Linked DNA regions of Mus musculus: regions 2 and 3 are each linked to region 1. The links are chromatin contacts, called in public HiChIP or PLAC-seq and Micro-C maps. All regions are on one chromosome and are shown on one strand. Each heading gives the region's core, a stretch centred on a gene start, on an enhancer-like site or on the middle of the called end of the contact. The rest is flanking DNA. Distances are from core to core; before and after follow the strand shown.

The links. Hi-C and Micro-C count contacts between places; a contact is called where the count stands out from the background. HiChIP or PLAC-seq counts read pairs in DNA pulled down with a chosen protein or histone mark.
Region 2: a contact with region 1 is called in a Micro-C map of embryonic stem cells, with 2.3 times the contacts expected there. The contact joins two enhancer-like sites. A contact is called at or near these places in 4 of 484 Hi-C or Micro-C datasets (embryonic stem cells and nephron progenitors) and 2 of 115 datasets of contacts at active chromatin or transcription factors (both in embryonic stem cells).
Region 3: a contact with region 1 is called in an H3K27ac HiChIP or PLAC-seq map of embryonic stem cells, with 8 times the contacts expected there. The contact joins two enhancer-like sites. A contact is called at or near these places in 1 of 484 Hi-C or Micro-C datasets (nephron progenitors) and 3 of 115 datasets of contacts at active chromatin or transcription factors (T-cell acute lymphoblastic leukemia and embryonic stem cells).

Annotation. Positions count from the first base shown.
Region 1 is chr11:63,212,162-63,216,358 of GRCm38.p6, forward strand. No RefSeq gene overlaps it. Among named protein-coding and RNA genes, the nearest start is that of Gm29851, 36 kb to the right of the region's middle. Within about 2 kb of position 2,095, at least 13 of the 459 cell types and tissues checked have an H3K27ac peak or open chromatin away from gene starts, as enhancers often do. A contact at or near this core is called in embryonic stem cells, where this site is marked.
Region 2 is chr11:63,453,167-63,457,363 of GRCm38.p6, forward strand. All of the region lies in intron 2 of Gm40016 (a long non-coding RNA gene), which reads right to left. Among named protein-coding and RNA genes, the nearest start is that of Gm40016, 8.8 kb to the right of the region's middle. Within about 2 kb of position 2,170, at least 44 of the 459 cell types and tissues checked have an H3K27ac peak or open chromatin away from gene starts, as enhancers often do. A contact at or near this core is called in embryonic stem cells, where this site is marked.
Region 3 is chr11:63,348,626-63,352,822 of GRCm38.p6, forward strand. No RefSeq gene overlaps it. Among named protein-coding and RNA genes, the nearest start is that of Gm29851, 100 kb to the left of the region's middle. Within about 2 kb of position 1,751, at least 22 of the 459 cell types and tissues checked have an H3K27ac peak or open chromatin away from gene starts, as enhancers often do. A contact at or near this core is called in embryonic stem cells, where this site is marked.

The DNA of each region.
Region 1 (4,197 bases), core at 845-3,344:
TCTTTTAATAAAAGAGATACACAGAAGAGAAAATGCTTCTCTTTCTATCAGGTTAGTGCTATGGCAAATGACCAGGAAATGTGAATAGTTGATACATTGATGATGGGTGGTGATGATGATGGTGGTGGTGGTGGTAATGATGATAGTGATGATAATGGTGGTGATGATGATAGACTTGAACTGGCATATGGTCTTATTTTCCAGCCATTTCTGAAGAAGTCCCCTGACTGGTCAGCTCTTGTTATAACTCACTAAACAAAGCCCATTCCAAGTCATGATAGTAATGTGTGAGTGTGTGTGTGTTGGTCAGATAGGTTCTGTTCTGTTCCATTCAGAGATGTTCTACCTTGACCACAGCCTCCATCCCACAGCTCAGCACATCTAAAGGGGTCAAGGTATTCGTGTAAGATATAGTTTGCTTTGAGAAGAAGCCTCAGCCACTGTAGACCACTGTGGGTCGTGGGAACTGTGTGCACCCCTGTGTACCTCAGAGACTCTGAGCCACAGCAGCCTCTAAAGGAGGATTCAATGTAGGAGGTTGAGGCAGGGGAACCATGAATTCCAAACCAGCTTGGGAGTTCTACAACTACATAATGAGCTCATCCACACTACATAATGAGTTCAAGTCCAACCTGGGTTACAAAACAAGGCCCCATCTCAGACGGAAAAGGTTTTTGTTTGTTAATCCACCCGAGTCTTGGGAGGGTAGATTGTGCTGTAAAAATCCAGGTCAGGGGAATGGTGACATGTGTGGAGATTAGAGAGTCAGAAAGAGAGCTCCAAGCATGGGACCTGGGGTAAGTTGGGGTTCCAGTTTGCATTTTGCACAAACATTGTGCAAATTGTTCACAATTGTCCATTTTAAAAGATCTTCCCCCTCCATAATTTCAAGAAAAAATTAGAACAGCGATGATTTTTACAGAGATTCCCCTATTCTCTTCCTCTGCAAGCTTCTTCCTTACTTGGTCAGTACCTCTCCAGGAGAGTGGTGCGGTGTACAGGTAAGAAAAAGAATCCAGCCTGAAGCAGATCTTTACTCCTTGACAAAGAGTTGCATTCTGCAAATGCAGTACCCAGTCTGTCCACTGGGCGGCGGGTACAGCCACGCAATGTCCAGGGCAGGTTAGCTGTGGCGGGCTGAGTGGAAAGGCTTTCTAGGAAATGAAATATTTCTGCTCTGCACAGCTAGCTCATGGTCAATCTGATGGTTTTGTTTGTTTGATTGTTTGTTTTTGTTTTTAAATTTGCAAGCTCCTAGATACTTGAACAAGCCTATCTCTGCTTATAACATGAAAGAGACAAGCAATAGAGCGATGTTAAGAGATGAGAGAAGGTCCCCCAAAAAGCGGACAGCTGCAGGCAGCTCCATTGGAACAAAAGACCAGGAAGAGTCTGGGATCCACTTGTCCGGCAGCCCACGGCCACCTAGGCACTCTGGGTAAGTTAGGGAGACCACAGTATCAGGGACCAGCCAGCTAGAAAATTCCACCACAGCTGACTAACCAACGGCTTATTTATGCAGTTTACATGTGAGGTATGCATCTGGCCTGCTAGGAAGGGAAAAGAAAGTTCAGAATTGAGAATAAATATACGTTAATTTTTTAATTAAAAAAAAAAACAACAACCAAAAAACATTTTTTTTTTCCTTCTCAAGTCAATTCACACTAGGCTCTCAGAAAGTTAGACCTTCAGGGAAGACCTAGCTTGCCAGTGGATATTCATCCATGAGAACCTACTCTTGAGAGGACGTTCGATTCAGTTCTTCATCGTGGTATATGTCATGGTATATGTCCATAGCTCCAAGTCCTTGAATGGCCCAGGAGTAGGAAAAGAGACAGTATCAGCGTGCTCAGTGAGTGCTGGCGATGGGCGGAGTTCCGGAAGTGTGCGCCTTCCTTCAAGCATTCCGCTCTTCCGACTGATGACAACCTGCCAGGCTCCAGGGATGCCTCCATAACAAAGCACCTCGCGGACTTTGTGTTTAAGTGGGAGGTGCAGACTGAGGAATACAGCATCATCCAGTGAGAGTTAACTGCTCCAGAGGCGGTTGTGCGGGCAGGAAGAGGCCAGTGTGTGTAGGGGTGGGGTGGGGGTGGGAGGGAGAGTCGAACATTTAAATGTTGCTCCAAGGCATCTGCCTCAGAGGATATCCCTGCTGGGTGAGGTCACTGGGTGAGGAAATCCCGCCCTCAAAGCCTCTTGCCCAAGCTGCTGATTTCACTTGCGCATGAGTTTGATCAGCACACCGTTCGATCAGCACAGAGGTCTGACTGCATGAGGCATCTTTATTAATTGTGGACTCTCAGAAATTTCTACCCAGTGAGTTAATGAGAGCCAGGGAAGCGCTGGCTCTGCAGTGAGCCTTAGGTTAGTGCAGCACTCAGGTTCACAACATGTAGGTCAGGACCCCTGGGGAAATCAATGACCCTTTCACAGGGGGTCCCTAAAACCATCGGAAAACACAGATATTTACATTATGATTCTTAACAGTAGCAGAATTAGTTATGAAGTAGCAACAGAATTAATGAACAGAAGTTCATTGGTGTATATCTCTCTATGAAGTCATGACAAGCCGAGACCAGAGAAGAAAGCAAGGTGCACCAATGCCAGGGTGTCATCAGTGAAGACCAGCAAGGTGAACCCCAATAAAGGCTAGCAAAGTGAACCCCGATAAAGACCAGCAAGGTGAACCCCGATAAAGGGCAGCAAGGTGAACCCCGATAAAGGACAGCAAGGTGAACCCCGATAAAGACCAGCAAGGTGAGCCCCAATAAAGACCAGCAAGGTGAACCCTGATAAAGACCAGCAAGGTGAACCCATGCCAGAGCATCATCCACTGTCTGTTGGCTATACTTACACTTTTTAAACATCACATGTGCTCTTAAGTCTCTGCTCCAGCAAACATCACATGTCCTTTCACCAGACAGCTTCCAGAAAAACACCACATGACACAACTGAATCTCCAACAAAACCAGAAAATTCCACTTCACCCAGGGTCAGGCTCAGGCTTTTTGTCAGTTTTCTCTCTTGAGGGTGAACTCAGGGGACCCATGAGAAATATAGAAACTCTTCTGAGAGAAGCCCCCATGACCTAAGGACGTCCCATTAGTTGTATCTCTTATAGGTCCTATTCCCTTTTAACATTGCCACAGTGGAACCAACCTTCCATCATGCAAGCTTTGAGGGACAAACATGTCCAAACACACCAATGCTTACCTCAGTAAGGAGCAAAGAGTTGCTGCATCCATTTATACTGGCAGCAGGTCATTTGTTTTGAGTGTTTCTGAACAAAGCTGTCAGGAAGTTAATGTGCTCTGTTCAACTGCACTTGAGTTGAGTCTGATGACCCCCCACCCCTACCCCAGCCAGATAGCTAATTTTAGAATGCATGCAAGGCTTTTGAGACTGTCGGATATTCTGAGGCTGGGGTCCCTGAGCACAAGGACATGCTGACCCTTATGATGAGACCACTGAAGGTCATTCCTCTTTTAAGTACCACATGTGTGGATATGTAATCAGCTGTTGGTTATGGCGCTTGAGCCAGTTCTCTGCATAAGGTGAGAGTCGGATAATGGCATGCAGACAGAGCCACTGTGTCTGGAGAACAGCCACATTCCTGAGTTACATGATTGGATCAGCTTCTCTCTCTTCAGCTTTAGCTCTCTTGGTTTCTCCAAATCAGCTGTGTAGTTCCTGAGAGGTCTGTGTGCTGATAGGAAGGCAGGATGTTCTTCATGTCACCTTGTTGTCTGTTACTGTTGGGTTCCTGTGAACAAGAGACTCGAAGATTCTCTCTCTCTCTCTCTCTCTCTCTCTCTCTCTCTCTCTCTCTCTCTCTCTCTCTCTCTCTCTCTCTTTTCATGCCCAAATTGGAGATTATGAAGGCCATAAGGTAAATATATCCAGTATTTAAAAAAAAAAAAAAACTTCAAAATAAAGTCATTGTTTCTCTTCCAGTACTTATGCTTCAATCTAGCATCCCCCAAAGCATTAAAATTTTGTCAGGATTTCAAATGCGCCATTTTACCACAAGAGGGTGTATTTGACCTTTGTCAACAATAAAGACTAATATTTAAAGCCTCTCTTTATAGACAGGGACTTTTCAGAGAGCTTAATATGTAAGAGATGAATTCCAAATGTCATCAAATTACTTAGGAAAGTTCTTCATGTGTGCATGCGTGTGTGTCTGTGTGTGTG
Region 2 (4,197 bases), core at 920-3,419, 240 kb after region 1:
CCTGTGACCTCATCTGGATGGCAATGAGAGAGGAAAACTCAATGAGGGTGACATCAACCTTATCTCTGACCAAAGCTGGGCCCATAAGCTGTTTCTGATTAGTACTCCTGGGACTTTTAGAAGGTTCTGGAAAGAAGTCAGCTCCCTTCTTATGAGGGCTCTCTTTTGGGAAACTATGTGAATTCTCATTGCTTTATGATTACCTGCCCAAGAAAGCCTAGGGGTCTCTTCAGTTCACCACAGACGGTCCCAGCCTGCTTTTCTGCTAGGGACTTGGATGCCTGCCATGTAGTGGCTCAGTTCCGACTCTGCTACCTGCTCTGCACTTAGGGACAATGTCCTTTAAGAGAAACCAGATTGTGAGGATAAATGGCAGCCTGCTGCCTGTGAGCTCTTCTTTCCTGTTAGCCAAGGCCTGGAAATGCCTTTACAAGAGCAGCCAATGGTACTATTTCGTTTTAATGTACAAGTCCTTATGGGAACATCCTCTTTTTCTTTTTCTCCCCCGACCCTTTTTTTTGGTATGAGTTTCTGATGTCAAAAAACCCAGCACAACTTTTAACTTGGGCAGCGTCTGAACACGAGGCTGCTGGACTCTGAAGTACTCCATCAGTGGAATGTCTCTTTTCATCTTTGTTCTCTAAATCTACTTTTTATTTGCCTGCATAAAGGGAAGAGAGTCCCTTTAATGTTGTGTGGATAAAAGCCACAAGAAAGAGATAAAGCATGAAACAAGTGCTGGGCCCTTAGGGGTAACAGAGCAAGGAGTCCGGGATGCCCTGTCACCAAAGAAAGGCACTTTGCTAGTTTAGACAATTATAGACAAGACAACTGGTTTAATTTGCATTAATTGAGGACTGCGACTGTCGCACTGGTTTCAGCAGTGACAGATTAAGAATGATGTATGTGACAACCCACAGTCAAACACGTGATTGTATTTTGATGGGAAAACAAACAGCTTGGATGTTGTTTTAAAGCTATTTGCTTTGGGTCCTCGAAGTTGACTAGAATTTTCAAGCAGGCCTAATGCAGACTCTCTTCTCATCTTCTTGCTGTCTCTGGATTCCTTCTCTGGGTGGAGCATGGGATGTTGTGATGGCAGCTCCACCACTGTCCTGCTGCAGGGCAAAGCCGGACTGGGGCATAGTCCCACCAGCTGACTTTCTGTTTGTATTTATTCCATTAGTCCAGCTGACAATGCTCAAGGATAATTCTTCATATTGAAAGAATAGCCCTTCTTTCTTGTTCTGTTGGTTTTTTTGGTTTTAAATTAGAGCATACTCTACTTTTATTTGTTTATTTTTATTAGTTTAAATCTGTGAGGGGTACACCACCACCCGGGTTCTGTGTCTTTGCAGGCCTTTGCAGGAAGGCTTCTTCAGAATTTGGCATAAATCCTGTTACTGTTTCCAACCGGTTCAGTGGAGAAAGCCTTCCCTTTATTTCCATGAACCCCGAGAGAAGCACAGGAAGGTTAGGGATAATCGTTGAGGCTTCCCCTTACAAAGCTTGCAACATCTACCCATTGCACGGGTAGGCAAATAAAAACTTGTCGAGGCCTGGAAAGTTCTGATAGTTGCTGATGATAAAACTCGAGAGAATTCTCTAGCACCCTGGTAATGAGCTGAAGCCCAAGGCTAATAGCGTTTCCCTTTCGTTGGGAATTATGGGGAAGCTATCGTGACATTTGTATTACCCCAGAGAGATCTTCCACTAGAAAGCTGAGCTTTGAAGTAGTATTGGATTTGCTCCATTGAGTCTGAAAGGTTTGCCACTGGTTTTCGGGAGACTCACCCCAGCCAAAGCCAGGCCTCTGGGAGGCTTTATTCCTAGGCTCAAGTAAACAAACAGCCTCAAATGGCTGAGGCCACAAACAAAAGTCAAGGGGTGGGGGTGGGGTGGGGTCCGGGGCCACGGAGACATTCCCACATTCCAGTCTTTCCAGCTCTGGGGTCCTGTGTTCAGAGCATGAACCCTCCAGCCCTCGGCTCCCATCAGTATGCCTCTTTAAGTGGTGAGATTGTTGCTGGATAATTCTAAATGACCAACACACGCTAACAAAGCCGATGTGGGCAGAGGAGATAGAAAATGGGTGGTTGGGGCAGATCCACGAGGGCTCATTAATCTTCAGTAAATTAAAGCTCATCACCGCTCCGCCCCTCGACAGCTCTTTGTCTTGCTAATTCACATTAGGCCAAGCCTGGCTTCACGCTTTCAGGCTTTTCAGAGGTGAGGGCCTGTACAAAGCTGCAGATGTGGAAACCCGGAGAGACCTTTGCTCCGAACGCTGCCTGTTAACATTAGCGCGCTCCCTAGGCCCACAGAAGAACGTTACTGTGATTCTCTGGCTTCAGAAGACTTCCCAGGAAGCAACTTGGGAGTTTAAAGCAGCAGGAAGAGAGGTGGGGAAGATGCAGAGGTGCCAAGGCCCACCTCCGCTGCAAAAACTCAAAACAAAAGTAACATTAAACAATGCGTGGTTTTGTTCCTCAACACAGAAATGTAGCAATCCCCAGTGTTACAAAGATGGGGGAAATACAATCTTATCATATAGCTAGAACAGACATTTCTGACAGAAGTCTGGCTAAATAGCGATTGAAAATATGTATATTCTGTAACCCAGCTACTCCACTGTTGGAATTATTCTGCTGATGGAACGTTGTATAGATCCACAAATATATGTACTAGCATAGGTACTGAAAACCATCGTGACAGGAAAGAGGGGAGGAGTAATGTTTATGTGCATAAAAATAATACCTGTAAAGTTCAGAATTTCTGTAAAACAAAATGAAGCCCATCTTGGGACAGTTTGTAAAGCTATCCAGAAAGTAAGGCTGAAGTACTAGAGATTCCTTTGTAGCCAACATCCTGATGTGTTTTATAAAACCAAAGATATGTTTTGTGGAGCACGGTACGGTGTGGTGGGAGGGGGTTGACTCAGCAGGCCCATCCTGAGGCATCCCTCTGCAGTGGTAACAGCCAACAAAGAAGGGTGTAGTATAGAATAGAGTTTACTTAGGAACATGGGAAGGAGTGTTGAGAAGGAAGTAGAGGCAGAGATGGGACAGAGATGGGGACACACACATACACACAGAGAGAGAGAGAGACAGAGAGAGAGAGAGAGAGAGAGAGAGAGAGAGACAGAGAGAGAGAGAGGCAGAGAGAGAGAGAGAGAGAGAGAGAGGCAGAGAGAGAGAGAGAGAGAGAGAGAGAGAGAGAGAGAGAGAGAGAGAGAGAGAGAGAGAGAGAGAGACTGAATAGTCCTTTTATATGTGAGCCAGGCTGGTACCTGGTTGTTGCTAGGTAACTGCTGGGCGGAGCCTAGAGAAAATGTAAACAGATCATGCCCTTCAAATACCATAGTTATGCAAAACCCTTACCAAGGACAGTTTTCATAGACTCAGCCCCATCTAGTGCCCTGGCTGTGGAATGTGGGTGGGGGATGGGGAGGAGGCTTGTGGAGATGGCACCTGCTCTATTTCACCTATTAATGACAATCTGCCTATCAATCCACTTGCTCTGGCTTCCGCCAACAGATGCCCAGGGCGTCAGTGTGCATCCTGTCTAGCACAGGCTACTTCTGCCTATTAATATTTTGTTCTAGGCTTGTGAGCACAAGTCACCCACTGCTCCTTTCCCTGTTTATCTCTTCACATACAAGTGAACACACACAACCTGACATGGAACTCTGTAGGACATTAACCTACACTCGATCCCCTGTGTCCTTACAGTTTGGACAAGGAACATATTTTACACATCAAAGCAGACCTAGCCTCCAGGTTTCCCAGCATCCCTCAATCCTTACCTGGAATACCTTGCCCCAAACCCTGAACTTTCCAACCTAGGGGTGTCTGCATACATGCCCTTTCTCTTTCTTCTCCCTCCTTCACCATCCTCTCCCCATGGTGACTTCTCTAGCGTCGGTCCAGTTAACTTGTCCACCCCAGAGCAGCTTCCCAATTAACCTGCATTTAATCTAATCTAATCTAATCTGGCTTGAACTGGTCCATTTCATTGGTGGAGAAATAAACTATCCCTTACTCTATTTGCATGGCTAGTTCTTCAGTCTTAAACTCCCACAGCCTGAAAAATTTCCTGTGAGCCCTCTGCAACTATGCATCTGTCTTCCTTTGAGTAAACACCATCTGTCTTTCATTCATTAAGAGGGCATTTGTGTGACCTACCTGCTTGGCCACA
Region 3 (4,197 bases), core at 501-3,000, 140 kb after region 1:
TTCCAATGCAGATTAAGGGTAAAGAGAATAGAATCTACCTCTGGATTGAGGCAGCACTTTACAAGCACAAGAGGCCTGATGAAGGACCCAAGAACAAGCTTCAGAGTTGAGCTACCCCAGATAAGCAAGGAGCAAAGGATGTCGAATCTGTAGTGTCTCAGCAAGATGGAGAGTTTTCCCAGCCTAGGTTTATGGCTGCTTATGCCAGTGGCTGGTGACCATCCTCTTGTCCTTTTGAGAAGCTTTTTTCTGCGATGTTGATATTGATTCAGCTTCATACAGCAACACGGGATGTACAGTAAAAGCTGTAAAGTTACTAAGTGATATTAACAGCTTGAACACACAGCAGAAGCCAGCAGGCTGGACTGGACACACTTTGCAGCCTCAATTCTTCCACCACATCAGGTGAACAGAGGTCTTCAGTGGGCCTGCCACATAGCAGACCCTGTCTTCTGGTCATCTGGTCTTGCTGGACGCTCCTGCTCCCTGGCTCCTTTGTCTCACAGTCTAATACTATTCTGACCATTGCCCCTGACTCTTGTGTGATTTAATTTCTTCCCCTGGTTATACATCTCCACCCAGGCCCCATGTTTGAACTGTAAACTGATTTCCCTTCCAAGAAATCCATCTGAGTTTGATTATTCACCCTTTCAACATCTTACACTATAGCAATTACCTCCCTGATGTCATTTCATTCTTAGAATATTGAGTATTGAAATTTAAAAGAAAGAAAGAAAGAAAAAAAAAGCACCTATTCACGGGTTTCAGCACACTCAGGGCAGCTGATGAGAACAAGGTGTGCTTCTAGGCACTGCTCTACAGGGGATGCGTTACCTCTGCGTTGGGAAGACAGGGATCAGGTTGAACAGATCCTGCAACAGCAGGATGCGATCTGTGTGATGGTGGTGACGACAAAGGAAAGAGAAGGAGGACTGGAAAGCCTTACTGCCACAGCTGAAGGGCCGAAGAGCAGAAGGCTGAAGACATGGGATCCTGAACTTGCAGAAGTGCAGGGATTAGAAATGACGTCAGAGTCATAAAATTGGTCTTGTCACAAGTCTGATCGAAAATGGTCCTCCTTCCAGTTCCTCCAGATGCTAGTCTTATACTGCCCTTCGTTTCAGGAGCTTTCTCTTCTGTTTTGTTTGTTTTGTTTACAATGCTAAGTTTTAAACCTAGAACTGGGCACATGCTAAACAGTGCTAAGCAAGGCAGCAAGTACCTTAAAAAGCCGTGAAAATCTGAGATGTGGTCAAGGCGGAAACTACAGGGAGATGCATAGCTCCAAAGAATGAGACAAGAGAAATGAATTCAAGCTCCAGATGTTTCCAAACTATTCAAAATAAGTACGGAACTGAGGGCAAGTTAGGAAGGTGGTAATACAATTCAGACTGGAAAACTGTGTGCAGTTGATAAATAACTGTAAAAACTGGGTTCTTTGAAAATACTAATGAGACAAAGGTTTAGAAGAATTAATCAAGAGAGAGAGAAGAAAAGAACAAATACAAATGAAGAATGAGCAGTAGCATTTAGACAGCGAGGATTAGGCAGGCCTAAGTCAGCCATTTGAAAGTCTGGGCGAAATGGGCAATTTACAAACAATGCAAATCTTATCAGGGAAATAAGATAAACGACCAAGGGGAAATTGGCAGGCTGTCAAAGAACCATTTCCCTTCCCAGCACAGGGCAGATCCCAGGCAAATTCAAGGACAAATTGTTTTCAGGACTCAATAAAATGTCTTTGTTATTTAAATTGCTCCTGGGCTGAGGGCGAGGAAGAAAACTGAATGGATTTTTAAAAGCCAGGACCACATTAAAAGCAGAGCTGGACAGAAAACGCCCCTCTCACACAGCTCCTTCAGAACCCAGCCTCTTACTAGCCTTCCTTTCACAGGCTTGCTTTCTGTATTACTTTGAAATGCTGCGGCTTGAACCTCTGGCCTGGTGCCTGCTAGGCAAGTACTGGACCACTGAGCTACCCCTAGATTGTTTGTTTTTGTTGTTGTTTCTTCGAGATTGGGTCTAACCAAGGTTCCCAGGCAAGCTATAAATTAATTCCCTCTGTAGCTCAGGCAAAGCCTTGAACTTCTAAAATCCTACCTCAACTGGGATCCCCGGCCTCTGCCATCCGGATCTGCTCAGTTCATGCACTGTATTTTTAAATTATGTCTTCGTGCAGTTTTAAAGCAAGCTCGTCGAACAAAGGTTCTGCCTTGTACAACCTGAATAAGATGTCTTTCCATAATCTTACCAAGCTGTAGAGAATCCTGTAGATAACAATGTGGCTTTTGGGTGCATCCTTATTTTTCTGTGGGCACTAGGGAGGAAAGGATCAGTGGAGTGGGTAAGGCACTTGGCAGGAAAACACGAGGACCTGAGATAGATCCCTAAATCCCACATGAAAACCTAGGTCTGGTGGTATACACTTGCAGTCTTAGTGCTGAGGCAACAGAGACAGGGGGATTGATGAAGCTTGCTGGCCAGCTAGTCTAGTCTAATTGGTGAGTTTCAGGACAATGAGTTATGCAAAGTTGTCCTTCAGCGCTTCTCTCTCTCTCTCTCTCTCTCTCTCTGTCTCTCTGTCTCTCTGTCTCTCTGTCTCTCTGTCTCTCTCTGTCTCTCTCTCTCTCTCTCACACACACACACACTTGCGAGTGTAAGGAAGAAAAGAATGAGGAGGGGTTGAGCAGGTCTCCCACCATGTCCATTGCTATTTGAAATAGTTCTGAAGATCCCAACTAAGGACCTAGAAAGAACAGAGATGCCTTGCTGTGGAGCCATTTCCTTCGTTTTAAAACATTCCTTGTGGTGAGGAAATTAAGTAATTTCTAAAGGCTCTTCCGGACCCATAAAGTTTTAAAGGTAAACTTCTTAAGACTCAGGAAGTAAACTACTCAGAAGTCTCAGGAAGTCCCTGAAATTGACCCCTCCCTATTCAAGGTTCTATGAGCAGTAAGAGCTTCAAACCAGCCTAGGTGCCTGGAGGACAAATGTTGAGCTGCCTGCAATTTGTTCAGATCCCTAAGTTCCAGGCTCTTCTGAGCTGTCACAGCTTGTATAGCTAGCTCTTTGAGTTGCTCTGTTTCTGTATGTAAATGCTGGTTTATATTCCTCTAAGTAATCCTAGTCTCCTAGGCTTGCTAGATTGGAATTCACGGTGTTTTTACTTTGATCTGTCATTGGCTTCATATGTGGGGCATAGACTTTTATTTCTATCTTCTTAGGAATGGTATTGTACAGCATTGGTACACACACACACACACACACACACACAAATGCACACACAGAATACTAAAATTATTAACTAGAAAAAAAAAAGCCCTTTGACTCTAATGGGAGAGTTACAAAGGACTGTTTAAAAATCGTGATTTAGGATGATAGAATGAACGCATATTTTTTTCTGTCCTCACTTGCTTCAGTCTACATACACAGTAGGCAGAGGATGCTGTGCACATTCGTAACAGTCTGGAAAGCAAAAGCAAGTGGATACTCTTTTCATGTAAACCACACTGAATTTGCGAAAGATGAAAAAGAAAAGACGATTTCAGTTTGTGTAAGGAAACCACATCCTACAGCAGAAAGTGCTTGTGTGAGGGTTCCACACTTGCAGACATGAGAAACAGGAGTCTTGTGGCAGAACAGACAGTAAAGCAGGGTGATCCTTCGGCATCCTGCACCAAGTACACAGAACTTTGGGTCAGGCAATGAGCACAATATAATCTCTGGGAGTCCCAGGACGTGAACATCTAGTGTGTAAATTCGCCTCCCACGACAAACTGTACCTTTCTGTGTGAGAAATCACTGGGCCCTCCCTAGACCTCCCTAGACAGCAGATCCTCTATTTCATATCATGGTCATCTGTAGATATCAGAAACTCCCATACACCTGAAGGAAGCTGACACCTCAACAGAGGGCTGCCAGAAGCACCTGGCCTGAGAAAACAGACTTAACAGAGGGTGGGCAGAAAATGGCTTCCGTGAAAATGCAGCAGATATGGAGATCTCAGAAATAAAATGGTGGTCAAAATTAAAACAACAGAAAACAAAAATCTCTTAACTCAGTACATTGGCTGGAGAGCTGAGTTAGACACACTAACATGCAGCAAACTGCAGAACTGGCTGTGATCTGAGCATGGGAATGAATTCCATCTAACTCAGAGTGGAAGTTATGGCGAATGAGAGGCCAATAGGATTGGGA